Linked DNA regions of Gossypium hirsutum: region 1 is linked to region 2. The links are chromatin contacts, called in public Hi-C maps. All regions are on one chromosome and are shown on one strand. Each heading gives the region's core, a stretch centred on a gene start, on an enhancer-like site or on the middle of the called end of the contact. The rest is flanking DNA. Distances are from core to core; before and after follow the strand shown.

Region 1 (6,374 bases), core at 2,151-4,650, 49 kb after region 2:
CCTAAATGTATGAATAAATGGCTTTAGCAACAAAAACAATCAACATTAAATGGGCTAGGATAATTATATTAATAAATTCAATTTACTTTATCATGCTTAACAATGTTCAGAAATACTTCCACGTCAACTCGATCTTTCATGAGTTTGGAAACCAAATAAAGTAATTTCGGAGTATTTTACTTAGTTAAATATGCATTTACTAATCATATTAACTAAGACTTTCTTAGCATTTATGTAAGGTCACAGGGACATTTACTTTTGCAACAGTTTAATTACATAAACCTAAAAAATATGCAAGGTAATAGAGCTAACTAAAAATATTACGAACCTCAACTTAGTCGGGTTTAAGGATCTAAATTGAACATTGCAATTTTCAATTATGTGTTTACTAGTCGTCGTCTGGTTAGGATCGCTCAGCTAATCTAAATGCACCCAATTACATATGAATGAAATGCATCGTGATATTAATTCAAAACATGATTGACTGAGGCCTAAACATGTTAAACATGAATAAAATAAATCTTATTGGATTAACATAATCATCTTAGCAAATAGGATTTAAATATCATTGTTGATGTCAAAAACAATAAACTCAAAGAAAACATGATTAAATTAAATAATAATAGGAAAAAGTAAAGTTTATTCAATTCACCAGCCTTTCGAATCTATTTTGACTGATGCGCTCCTCCGTTCTGCTCGATACTTCTTTTGCTAAGGAGTTCCTAAGGTGGTCAGCCAAAGAATGCTTTTAACAAAACTTTTATGGTTAAAGGATAAAAAAGATATGGGCGGCTATGCAAGGGGGAGGAAAACAAGAAATAGAATGTAGAGAAATGTTAATGAGAGAAGAGATATGAGATATGAGGGATGATGGATGATTTGAGAAGTGATAGATGTATGGTATTTATAGGTGAAGGTAAGGGGTAGATTTAGCTAAAAATAGCATTTGAATTCCTTCTTTTTCTACCACACATGGCTGGCCATATTTCAAGGAGAAGGGGATGACTAAGTCTCCTCATTTTGAATTGAAATCAAAGCTATTAATAGCCATAGGGTGGATGGTTTCAACACTGAAGTAGTTGGGTTGATTTCTGATTATTTTCCAACTATAAGGACCTTCAATTAAATACCCCAAAGCTTGCTTTTGGACTGTCATCTACTTGTGTTGAAACTGGGCTTTAGTTCCCCCTTATTGGACGGTTTCTCAATCCAATAATGTAGCAGACATGTCCATCTTTTAGCACCTCTTTTACTAGGTCAAATTATCAACCTCATGAATCAAATTACATGGTCATGTCGTCCACATGAATTAATTTGTGCATGTCCATGTTTCATCCACATTAATCACATCTTCAATGGTCCTCCTACATAGTGAAAATTCACATATTAATAAATTAACATGAAATAATATAAAATATGTATAAAAAATCATGTAATTAATTACAATTTCACATACTTTATAAATTCATGCCCAATATTACTAATTAAGTAAAATTCACTTATTTTAATAACAATTATTTAATATTATCATATTTATTAAGTAAAAAAATGGTAAAAATATGTAGAGAAACCCTATATAATTTTGAGTTTACACATTTACACTCACCCAAATTGACACTTGATTGAACAAAAACAAGAGAACAAATGAAGCAACTAAAAATTATTAGAACTTGGAGTATAATAATTAGTGGAACAACCAAGTAAAATCAAAGATCAAAGAAGATGGTGTCAAAAAGAAAACACAATGGCCAAAAAGAGCCAGATTCTGAAATTGGAAAGGAAAAAAAATGAAGAGAGACTGACGAGAGAGAAAATGAAGGAAACGAGAGGGAATTAGAGAATTTCCTATTCAAAAAAAATATATAACTAAATAAAATAAAATTTAACAAAACTTTAACCCATCAGATTTTCTTCAGAATTGAAACCAAAAATTAAAATAATTTTTACTTGCACACATGGGGATTCAAACACAAGATCAAAGGGTAAGTTAACATCGTACCACTAAATTAGCAAGCTCATTATTGTCTATCAAACATAAAGGAAAACATAAAAGTCTAATAGTAATCTCTGATTCACTTGCAACCCTTAATTCTTCTAACCCTATTTTTGGGATGTAACATTTTGCTTCAATACTAAAACCTTTATAATTCTAAGATGTCTACTAATATAAAATTTTTAATATTTTATTTTTTCAAATAATGAAAAAAAATCTCAAAATTAATTTGGAAATATCAGCTACCTGCCTTCAGTGTTTTTTAAGTTTTTGTTGACATCAAATCATAGGTTCAAACTTGATAATTTCTTCCTTTAATTTTTTTATAAAAAATAAAAACTAAAAGTTAAAAGAAAAACTATAATAAAAATTAAGTATTTTAAATATAGGTTTTGTTTAGTTATATATTAACTTTGAGATAAATTCATTAATTTTTTTATCTAACTAATTACTATTATTTAGAAAAATTCTAATGGAAAAGAAATTGATTAAAATGTAAAAGTAAAAAAAAATCTCCAAAACTAAATTAAAATTTAAAAATTTAACATTTATTTGTACAAAAATATTCTTAAAAGAAAAAAATATATAAAAGAGAAGATAAAAATAAAATATAATTATCATTATTAACATTTTGAGAACTAAGGCTCCTTTAAATGCAAACATACCTTCAGGGCAATGAAATTCCACGAGTAAAAGGAACTTCGATTGAAACACAACAAGAGTTTGACGTGTTTGGCAGGACACCAGTGAAATATTTTAAATATACATTTTAATTTAATGTTTTTAATAATTAATTTCTATTCCCCTACATCTCGTCGCATATTTTACTCTCGCATATTTTACTCTCACTGTTACATTAATGAATTTCACTATTATTGTTAGTCTTAATCTCACCAAAACTAATTTAAACCCTCATCCAAAAAGAGCCTAAGAATCTAGGAACTTTAAATCCTAGGTTCGAGTCATTTATTGTGTAAATCAGAGGTGGTTTCTGAATCTATATTTATTCTAGTTTATGTCGTGGAGCCTTTTATGGATTCATTTTGGTTTAGGTAATTTTGATTATAATTATTGAGATATATATTTGTATATTTATAATTATTGAACATAACAAAAATAAAAATAAATAGCAAAATTATTTTAAAAACTTATAAGCGAATATATTTTAAATATTCCCAAAAGTAAAAATTTTACAGAAACAAATCTAATCAAATTCCAAGAAAAAAAGAATAACAATAGTAATAATAAAATTCCTTAGCCACCTTTGTTTTCTTTCTAATTGTTTGCTTCTAAAGTCCAATCCAACTCTCATGGCTGTCATTTGATCTCTCACTGTCAGTAATAATACATTGGCATACGTTATCTTATTTATTTTTCAATTTAGTGCTTAGCATCTCCTTCCATCTGTAAATATCTTATTTCGGCCCTGCTGATATTTTACTTTCTGAAATTCATGTTTATCACTAATTATTCAAATTCCATCAAATAATAACAGAGGGTTAGAGCTGTAATAATCATCCCCTGCATAGAGCCCCCTTCCCTATTGCTTTCAGGGTCCCATTTATATTTATGAGCTCCCCTCCATTCCAACTCCAACCAAATAATTTCCCGACTCTTGCCTGCTACAAATTGGTAATCAGTAGACCTTGGAAACCCCAAATTATTGTCCTCATAATCTCCATAATTATATCCTTCAGCCCAGTCCTTGTAGCTGGTGATATGATGGGAGTTAAGGTTTTAAGCTTTTAACTGGTTTTCATGGAATCTTTGTGGTGTGGGAAGCCATAGCTTCTATTTTTGCATTCTCACCCTCTGTTGTACTATGAAAGCCTTCCCTTTTCCTCCAATCACCAAAAGGAGATGCTTTTTAATGGTGTCTTTATCTTAGTTGGAAGTTGCTGACAGGCACATAACCCTAACTCTAAAGCCCCGTATCTCCCTTTAGTTAAAAAGCTGATCTACAAGAACCCAATGAAAGAAAGCATAAGCCCTCACTCTCTATATATCAGCTGCAGCTGCGCCCATCTTTGCTTAGCCAAACCCCAAGTTTCAAGCAAACAAGCCAAGGGATTTTAATTTTGTTTCATTGATCAGCAGCAAATGAGAGAGGTGAACTTTGAGTAACTCTTTTTATATAAGTTTTTGGTGATGATGCAAGCTAAAACAGCAATGGTTACCACTCTTTACCATCGACCACACCGCCTTCTCCTCGATACGCAACCGAACGCATCGCCATCGCTACCGAATGGAAGCAGGACGCGCAATGCTTTCGCCAATGAAGCCAACTTTGACACCAACATGGTGATCATCCTAGCAGCTTTGCTTTGTGCATTGATATGTGCTCTAGGACTAAACTCCATTATGCGTTGTGCTTTTCGTTGCGGCAGAAGGTTTGGTTTGGACGCCACGGAAGAGACCGCGGCGCGTTTGGCTGCCGCGACGGGCCTGAAGAAGAGCGCGTTGCGTCGGCTTCCGGTGGCCGTGTATGGTTCAGGGATGGATATGAAGGCTACTGAGTGTCCAATTTGCCTTGGAGAATTCATGGATGGTGAAAAAGTTAGGGTTTTGCCAAAATGTAACCATGGTTTCCATGTAAGGTGTATAGATACATGGTTGCTGTCACACTCATCTTGCCCAACTTGCAGGCAGTCATTGTTGGATCAGGCAACTAGCAGCAGTGATGGTGCAGTGGAGATAGAAAACGGAATCCGACCACATGGAAATTCTTCAGGAGGACAACAAGCTGATGTACCAGTTCCTGCAGATGAGGTTGGTTGATTCTGGTCTTAAAATAGTTCTCCAACCAGATGAGAAAAAAGGGGACCTTAGAGTAGTTTTTCTAATGTTTCTTTTGGCATTTTTAAAGTTAGGTTTGTTTATGCATATGCACAGAAAGAACTATTTATTGCTAATGAATTGTAAAAGTAAGTAAAACTTATATGAGGGTTTGCATACAAATTCATGTCCAGTTGTATGTGACTGTAAAGAGTTTATTAGGAAATATAAAAAGATGAATCATGAACCAGCAAATGGAACAGAGGGACCTCCTTAATTTGAGTTTGGGCAGGGATTTTCTCTTTTCTAATATTAATGCCAGAGTTGGCCTATCAGACTAGCTCATTTAGCATGAGTATTTGTGCTGCAATCCTATGTTACACAGGACTCAGGTGTGAATGTCAAATACATATATAAATATGTGCATGACACGAGTATGTTCAGTTTTTCTGCACAAAATGCTTTTCTATGTATTTGGATGATCTCATCTCTTTCTCTCTGTATATGCTTTAAACAAGTGTCCTTCACAAAAATGAAGATTATAAGTAACTTAGTTGCCAGCTGAACAATAATTAAAATCTTACAGATGCAGAGCTTTATTCATTGGAAAGCATCTAAGCACTTTGGAAGCAAGCTCTTGCTATCTAGAATGGTTCTTAGCCTAAATCCATATGACATTTGATTTGAAGTGCTCTCATGATGATGAAATATATTTCTAAATTTATCAGTTAGCATTAGTTCCAAAGTCATTTTCATTTTCCATTTTGCTCCATCAGTAACTTTCTTTATTAACAGCCCTCACTGGAATATTACTATATATATAAACAAAGGGATCTTTGAGTCCCTCAAACACTTCATTTTCTTGCACTAAACCCAATTTGACACTTTTCACCTAATCTCCAACTAGACTATATGTACAGCTACTAGTGGTCTAGTGGTAATAATATATGTAACTTCGAGTTTCATTTGGCATGAGATCTAAGATTTGAATATTATATTGGAATTTAGTTCGTTAGCTATGTTGCACCGATTTTTTTTATTGAAATATTCATATTCAACTCTAGCATCCAACATCCTCCAAATACATAAAAAAGAAGAAAAAAAATATTGAAAAGCTCGTGCCGAACACATATCAAACATAAACACCCAAATTGAAGTAACATAGGAGTTGGTATGATTTCTCAAGCACGTAGAAAGCACAACAGTGAAGTGTAAAGGGGCAGTTCACTTATGATATGTTAGGCATATGGAATACAAGGAATCAACCATTTCTGCTCATGGAATGGAATCTCAATACTTGAAAACTCATCTTTTCTTTTACCTCAGTTTCGGCCGGTGGGCCTTCAGTGCCACACCCTTCATTGGTGAACCACGTGACTCCCAACTCAACATTATCTTAGTACTGAAGGAAACCCCTGTATGCAACGATGAGGACATTTTCATGAGCATCGTTCATATAAATTGGACCACCCTCTTCCTTTCTCTTTCATTGGTTCCCAGGATTGCAGATGGAAGCTTAGCTTTGGCGTTTGTTTTACGTATTTATGCCCACAAACACATAGATCACCAGCATTTTAGCATTAGTGACAATTCCATACAAGTGACA
Region 2 (6,382 bases), core at 895-3,394:
ATTTTTCCTAGTCAGATTTGTGGTTCCGAAACCACTATTCCGACTAAGCCCTAAATCAAGTTGTTATAAGTGTTGGGTACAAATTTTACTTTGGTTATACTGATGAGCGCTAAGTACAATTTATTTACTTTAGATTTTTTTGATGAGACACTGGGTATCGAATTGGTGTGTTGGTTGGATCAGTGTATCCGTTCGAATCCAAGTCAGGTTAATAGGGGATTAATAATATATTTATACATTGCAAATTGGTTGATGATTGAAATTGATTATATGCTACTAAGTTGAATTACAAACATTTATACATGACATTAAATGTCAAGGTATGTAAAAGGTTACACAAAATGATTACCACTAAGTTTTATTACTCAACGTACAGTTTTGTTTCCCGTGTACAGGTTAGGTTTAAAGCGAGATCCCAAGCATCAACTTCAGCATCCACTCACGATCCCGGACTCAACAATGTTTGTATAAATCTCTTTTGTCGATTACAAGACATGTACCTAGGTTCAGTCAAGTTTGGTACACTTTATGTTTATATGTACTTGTGGTTCAAAAGACTAATGTATAAGTTTGGTTGATTATATATAGTTGGTATATTGACTTACATTGGTACGACTATATATGAATTTTGTAATATTAAAGGTCTTGATGATTTTTGGTATGATTGTGTAGGTTTTGAAAGTAATGCTTTAGGTTGTTAGTTTATAGGTTTAAGGCATTTGTTTATTGAAGAATTAGGTAATTATGTACATGAGTTACATGCCAAAGTATTTTATTTGCTAGTTGGTATGAATTTTTTATGAGTTAAAACTTGGTGAAAGAAAGAATTGGGTTGTTGTCCTGTATAAATTGTCAAAATAGTATGTGACGTTGTGACGAGAAAAGACTTGTAATGTCACGGCGAGATGATGAACCCTATAGTCTCGATGAGGCCAACACAGTAAGTGGTGTCGTGACGTCGAGCGGTTTGATGTTGTGACATGACAAACTGTTTAGTGACGTCACAACGTCAACCCTGCATTTTGAAACTTTTACAATTTGGTCATTTTTTGACCTTGGATTACTATTTGAGCTTTCGTAAGCTCGTGTGAGACCCGATAATGATTGTATATTGCATTAAATGTATATCTTGGTTGAATTTAAGCATTAATGGTATAAATTGATTGTGATTGATCGTAATCGCTTCAAGAATGAATGTGATATCTCGTAACTCAAACCCGACGATCGGGTCGGGTACCGAGGTGTTATAGTTAAATTATTATTCACTAATGGTACATGAAATTTATACATCAAATATTATTTCAAAATATATATTTAAATACTTTATTTTAATATTTATGTGTTGTTGATAAATTTTAATGTTAAAATAGATGCTGATAATGGCAATAGAATGATTGCAAAAAAAAAGAATACATAGATTTTACATGGAAACCCTCTTGGGAAAAAACATAGGCAGAGGAAAAGAAATTCACTAATGTTGAAAAATGAGCGATACTAGAAGAGTTTCGAGTACATTTATTTAAAGTTTGAAAAACCTTATTTTAATCAATGTCAAATAGAAGAAGTGTAGTTCTATACGAATTATACTTGTGCGACATGGTCCCTTGGTTTTACCATTGTATTTCTTTAACAAGATTTAGGTCACACGACTCTAACAAATAAAATATTTTTATTAAATAACTATTAATATAAATCATTTAAATAAATTTGAATTACATTTTACTAAATCCAGTCTTATCTAAAAAGTCGTTTAGATGGAGTCTATAATCCTATCTGTTAACAAATGTAAGGGTTAGTTGATCATTCGAATTAAAAAGCGTTTTTTGAAAAGTGATGAAAAAATTTATGTTTAAAAGATTTGATAGTTTTTATTATTGTTGTCGAATGTTTTTAAGAAAATAAAATATCTATTTTAAACATAATATTATAAAATAGAAGATATATTAAAATTTTTTAATGAGAACTAAAATTACATTAAACTCGAAATTCGATTAAATGAGGTATTGGAACAACCAACAACTTGTTGATTTATTATTATTAATTTAATTATAAGTAAGGTAGTTTAGTCGTATAATGTTGTGTCCTTGTGTCTCAATCAATGAATAAAACTATTGGAAGATAAGATATGGGGTCGCCCACATGATATCCATGTGCATTTGCCTTTTCTTTCACTTTCATTTTAAATGTCCCCATCATTAGGGAGACACTTTAACAATGGGAAATTATATAATAATCTTATCATTTTATATCTATTTTCTTTAGCTTTTGGCATATTTGAGATGAAAACAAGTCGAGTTGTTATCCAAAACTTTTTTAGATTAAGCACCTCAATTTTAATTTTGTGAATAAAAAGAATTTATGTCTCCATTAAGATTCCAATCATCTAAATTTATTTAGGATGTAATATAATTATTCATTTATATTAGAATAAAATTTAAGTAATTTTATATGATTAATATTTTAATAATCTAACTGTTATATTTTATATAGATAATGTATATCAAATTTGGCATAAATTACAAATTTTAACTATTCGTTTTAGATAAAAAAAAGTTAAATATATTAATATAGACAATATTTTAAATTAATAAGATTGATTAAAAAAATTTACATTCATGTTAAATATAAATATCTTAATAAATTCAATACTTAAAATATTGAAATATTAATGTTAAAGGTATAATAAAACCATGAATTTATTCAAGATAATAAACAAAATAGTAATAATTGATGGGCTGCTGCTTTCTGTTTTAGATCATTTTCATTAACCGCTTGATGATAATCATAGTTAAATTATTGTACTCTTTCCTCCTAGGAAAGGCTATTTAATCTAGGAAAGGAAAGTAGGAAACTCGTGTAATTTCTTCTCTATTTAGTTTTAAGAACATGGTGCCTTCCTAAGAATGGTAAGGGACTTTTGTTTTTCTGTCCTATCTCGATTTTTATTTATTTTGGAAATTGTGACAATCACAAATGACAAAAATTGTATAAATTTTGTACTTCAAAAAATAATGAAGGTTAGAAAGGTAGGTGAAGCAAAAAGAAGATATGTGATACGTGAATAGTTTTGAAGTTGGGAGTTAGGTTTTATTTTTTTTTAAATGAATGTTGTATTTTAGATTTTTTTCGATTAATTTATGAACTAGTTGACGGATTATTAATAGTAGAAAAATCTAATAAGAATATGGAAATAATATTTATTGAAGTGTTTGGAAAGGGTACCAATTTAATTTTGATTCAAATGGTTTTTAGATTAACTTTACATGGTTGAGAATGCATTTTATCATGTTCCCACTGCATCCAATTCTCCTTGATATTAAACGTCACACTAGAACTTACATCCTCCAGTTGATTTTAATTGGTTAGAATAGACAGTATAGGGTTTGGGCTTTTGGCATCCTATACAAAGTGCAATGTCAGGCATGCAGATTAAGAAAGATGAAAGTAAATGATGATCTTGTGAGTTTGCAATCGTAAAAGTGGTATACACTTACATGGATAGTGCCTATCCCCTTTGTTAATATCAATTTTCCTTTTGCTAGGAGGTAAAATTAGAAGCATATTTTATATTATGTATTACATTATATATATTTTCTATTGATAGTAACATTTGATATTGTAATAGATGACCCATGCTTGCTGACCATACAACTTATTGGAAGGATGATATTGTAACAATTTAATCATTTATAAATGTTTAACCATATGTTCTGTAATTCGTTAGTTGTAGTGACATTTAATTAGTGTAATTATTACCACAATTGAATTTAAATGTTTTTTTTTTTGCAATTTGTGTGGATGTCACACCAAGTTAAAGAGATTATTGTTATACTATGGATGAATGTGCACAAAATTGTGTTTTTAATATGTGCACACTTCTTATATACTTCTCTTTATTATTATGATTGGATTTTACTATAGTTCAAGACGGTTTAAAAAATTCTACTAGACATAGAGAACATTGGTGAGTATCACAATATAGATTAGTGTTTGTGGTTTGAGTGCAATTGGGAGGTTAAACCTACTAAGCATGTCATGCGTTAGGTCAATAGTCTTTCAACATATCTTACAAACTGGATTAATCAAGGATAATAATTTTTGTAGTTTTTGTGATTTATAACAAATGGTTTAGGGCTGGTAAAATGTATCTATCAACCTAGAAAGCTTTCTATATATTTGAGAGATCGTTTAATGTCTAGGCATCGAAAAAGGAGCATGAAAGTGCATGGAAAATTTGTTGAAGCTTGTAACACCCTATACTTAGTCCGTAAGTTTTCTTGAGCTATAAAGTACTACGACTATAAAACTATAACATTTAATAAAAAATTCAATACTTCAAGTAATACAAAAATCACAATCATTTCCCATGTTTTCATACTTATCAGGACCTAAATGAAGCTTTGGAAACACTTAAAACAAGTCATAGTTAAATTTGGATTAAAATGAAATACATAAAAAATTTAGAAAAAAATAAAAAATAGGGGTCACACAGCCGTGTGACAAAGGCCAACTCATGTGGCGTAGAAAATGGCTGTGTGGTCTCCAAACACGCTCGTGCTCCCTGGGTCACACGGCCGTGTAACTCTTTGGAACCGTGTCACAAATCCTGCACCTAAAATTTAACATCCACACTACCGTGTGGACAGGCCGTTTGTGGCACATGGTCATGTGATAGCCGTGTGCAACATAGAAACTTCATTCTCAAGTCAAATTTGCAACCAAATCTTAGGTACCAAGCTAACTATTTCCTAACATATTCGTACATTCAATACACCATTTAAACAACCATCTCAAGTCACAAAATCATTCAAATACATGCCAAAACAATAAGCCTTCAATGGCACCCCAAGATAAATCTAAAATAAAGATCAATCAAGTTCAAAATTTATATATAGGATTTTGTCATATCAAACCAATTATCAACCTCATATATATACAAATCTAAAACATAGTTTTCCATCACAACTAACCATTTCAACAAAATGCCATATTCTAGATATCCATTCTAATTACAATACACATCAATATCATAGCCTAAGTGTTAAAACAACAAGGATGACGCCATAATTCAACATAATCTAAAACATATAGAATAACTAGAATCATAGACATATAACCCTATATACATGTCACCTATAACCGACCAAAATGAACCAAAAGACTACCAAAAGTAGCTGATAGTGTGATCTCCCAAGCCATCCAATCAACGATATAGTTCCAATAACCTACAAGAATAAAACCCAAACGAAGTAAGTTTTCAGTTAGCTTAGTATGTTCGTAAATTTAGACGATCGTATCTGACAAATTAAATTATATTTAAAAAAGAGTAGAACATAGGTCTAATATTCATTCCTCGCTTATTGATCTGTCGTAATTTGGTGAAGCAGATTAAACTAGTTTTCACATTTAAGGAGCTTGAATACAAGCATTTTCGTTATGTCTTAATCGATTTTCTTTAGTTTTCCTTACATTCAATAAAATGTGCAAATCGCGTCTTTTATTTACCTTAAGGGCCGAACGAGGCCTAAGAGAGGGTTAACGGACTTCGTGAGTGTGCAAGAGACCATTAGAAGACATTTTGGGGAAATCTTGGAAGCTATATTGCAACATGGGAGAACTGATGTCCCAACATAGACAGCAGAATGAAGAAAGTTGGAAACTACCTTCAATGTCGCAACACAGGCTGAGGGTGTCACGACATATTGAAGAGGAATAGACTGGTTGCTATGTTGCAAAACAGGTTCTGGTGTGTCACGACATCGACTTTGTGACGAGAATAAAACATGAAGCAGGGGCATTTCGGTATGCACAATCAAACTTAAAGCTTGAGAATGTTAGCTAACCTAGGGTTGACGACGACGACTACCTGAAGGCTATTATAAATAGGCTCATTTGACACACATTATAGATACCATCCGATTAGCTGAGATTTTCTCTTTACATTTAATTTCGTTTTCTTAGGTTTTCAGAATTTTGTTTGTTTTGTTCTTTATTTTCTTTAAAGAGATCTAAGTTGTAAAGGAGATCAACTCTTGTGGATTTGCATTCGTTATCAATATCTATCAAGCCTTTTTTAAACTCTACTATTCATTCATTATGATTAATTGTTCAATCTAGTCCATGCTGTTTATGAAAGCCATGAGGAACTAATCCTTCTATGGGGGATTAGCGAGTGGAAGCATGATCCTTTAACTATTTTGTAGGGTTATTTAACGAATCAATTGTTTGGGAAAGGAAGAATGTGAAACAAACCCTAAGCCTAACAACCTTGGGAAGTCATCAAGGTGGGAATTAACCTAAAATTGGTATTGCCCATTCATGAACACCTTGACCCCAAACCATTCTGGACTATAAGGTCGAAAGATAAATAGTTCTTGCTGAC

The links. A called contact is a pair of places that touch in the nucleus more often than the background predicts.
Region 1: a Hi-C map of leaf shows a contact between it and region 2, with 2.2 times the contacts expected there. The contact joins the promoter of LOC107916283 here to the enhancer-like site in region 2. A contact is called at or near these places in 10 of 34 Hi-C or Micro-C datasets (cotyledon, fibers, hypocotyl and 1 more).

The regions. Positions count from the first base shown.
Region 1 is chrD10:54,686,238-54,692,611 of Gossypium_hirsutum_v2.1, forward strand. LOC107916283 (RING-H2 finger protein ATL72) reads left to right here and starts at 3,401. Exons shown (of 1, transcript XM_016845462.2): 1 at 3,401-5,120. The coding sequence starts at 4,142. The coding sequence ends at 4,771.
Region 2 is chrD10:54,638,512-54,644,893 of Gossypium_hirsutum_v2.1, forward strand. No RefSeq gene overlaps it. Among protein-coding and RNA genes, the nearest start is that of LOC121222462, 12 kb to the left of the region's middle. Within about 2 kb of position 2,145, at least 3 of the 9 cell types and tissues checked have an H3K27ac peak or open chromatin away from gene starts, as enhancers often do. A contact at or near this core is called in hypocotyl and leaf, where this site is marked.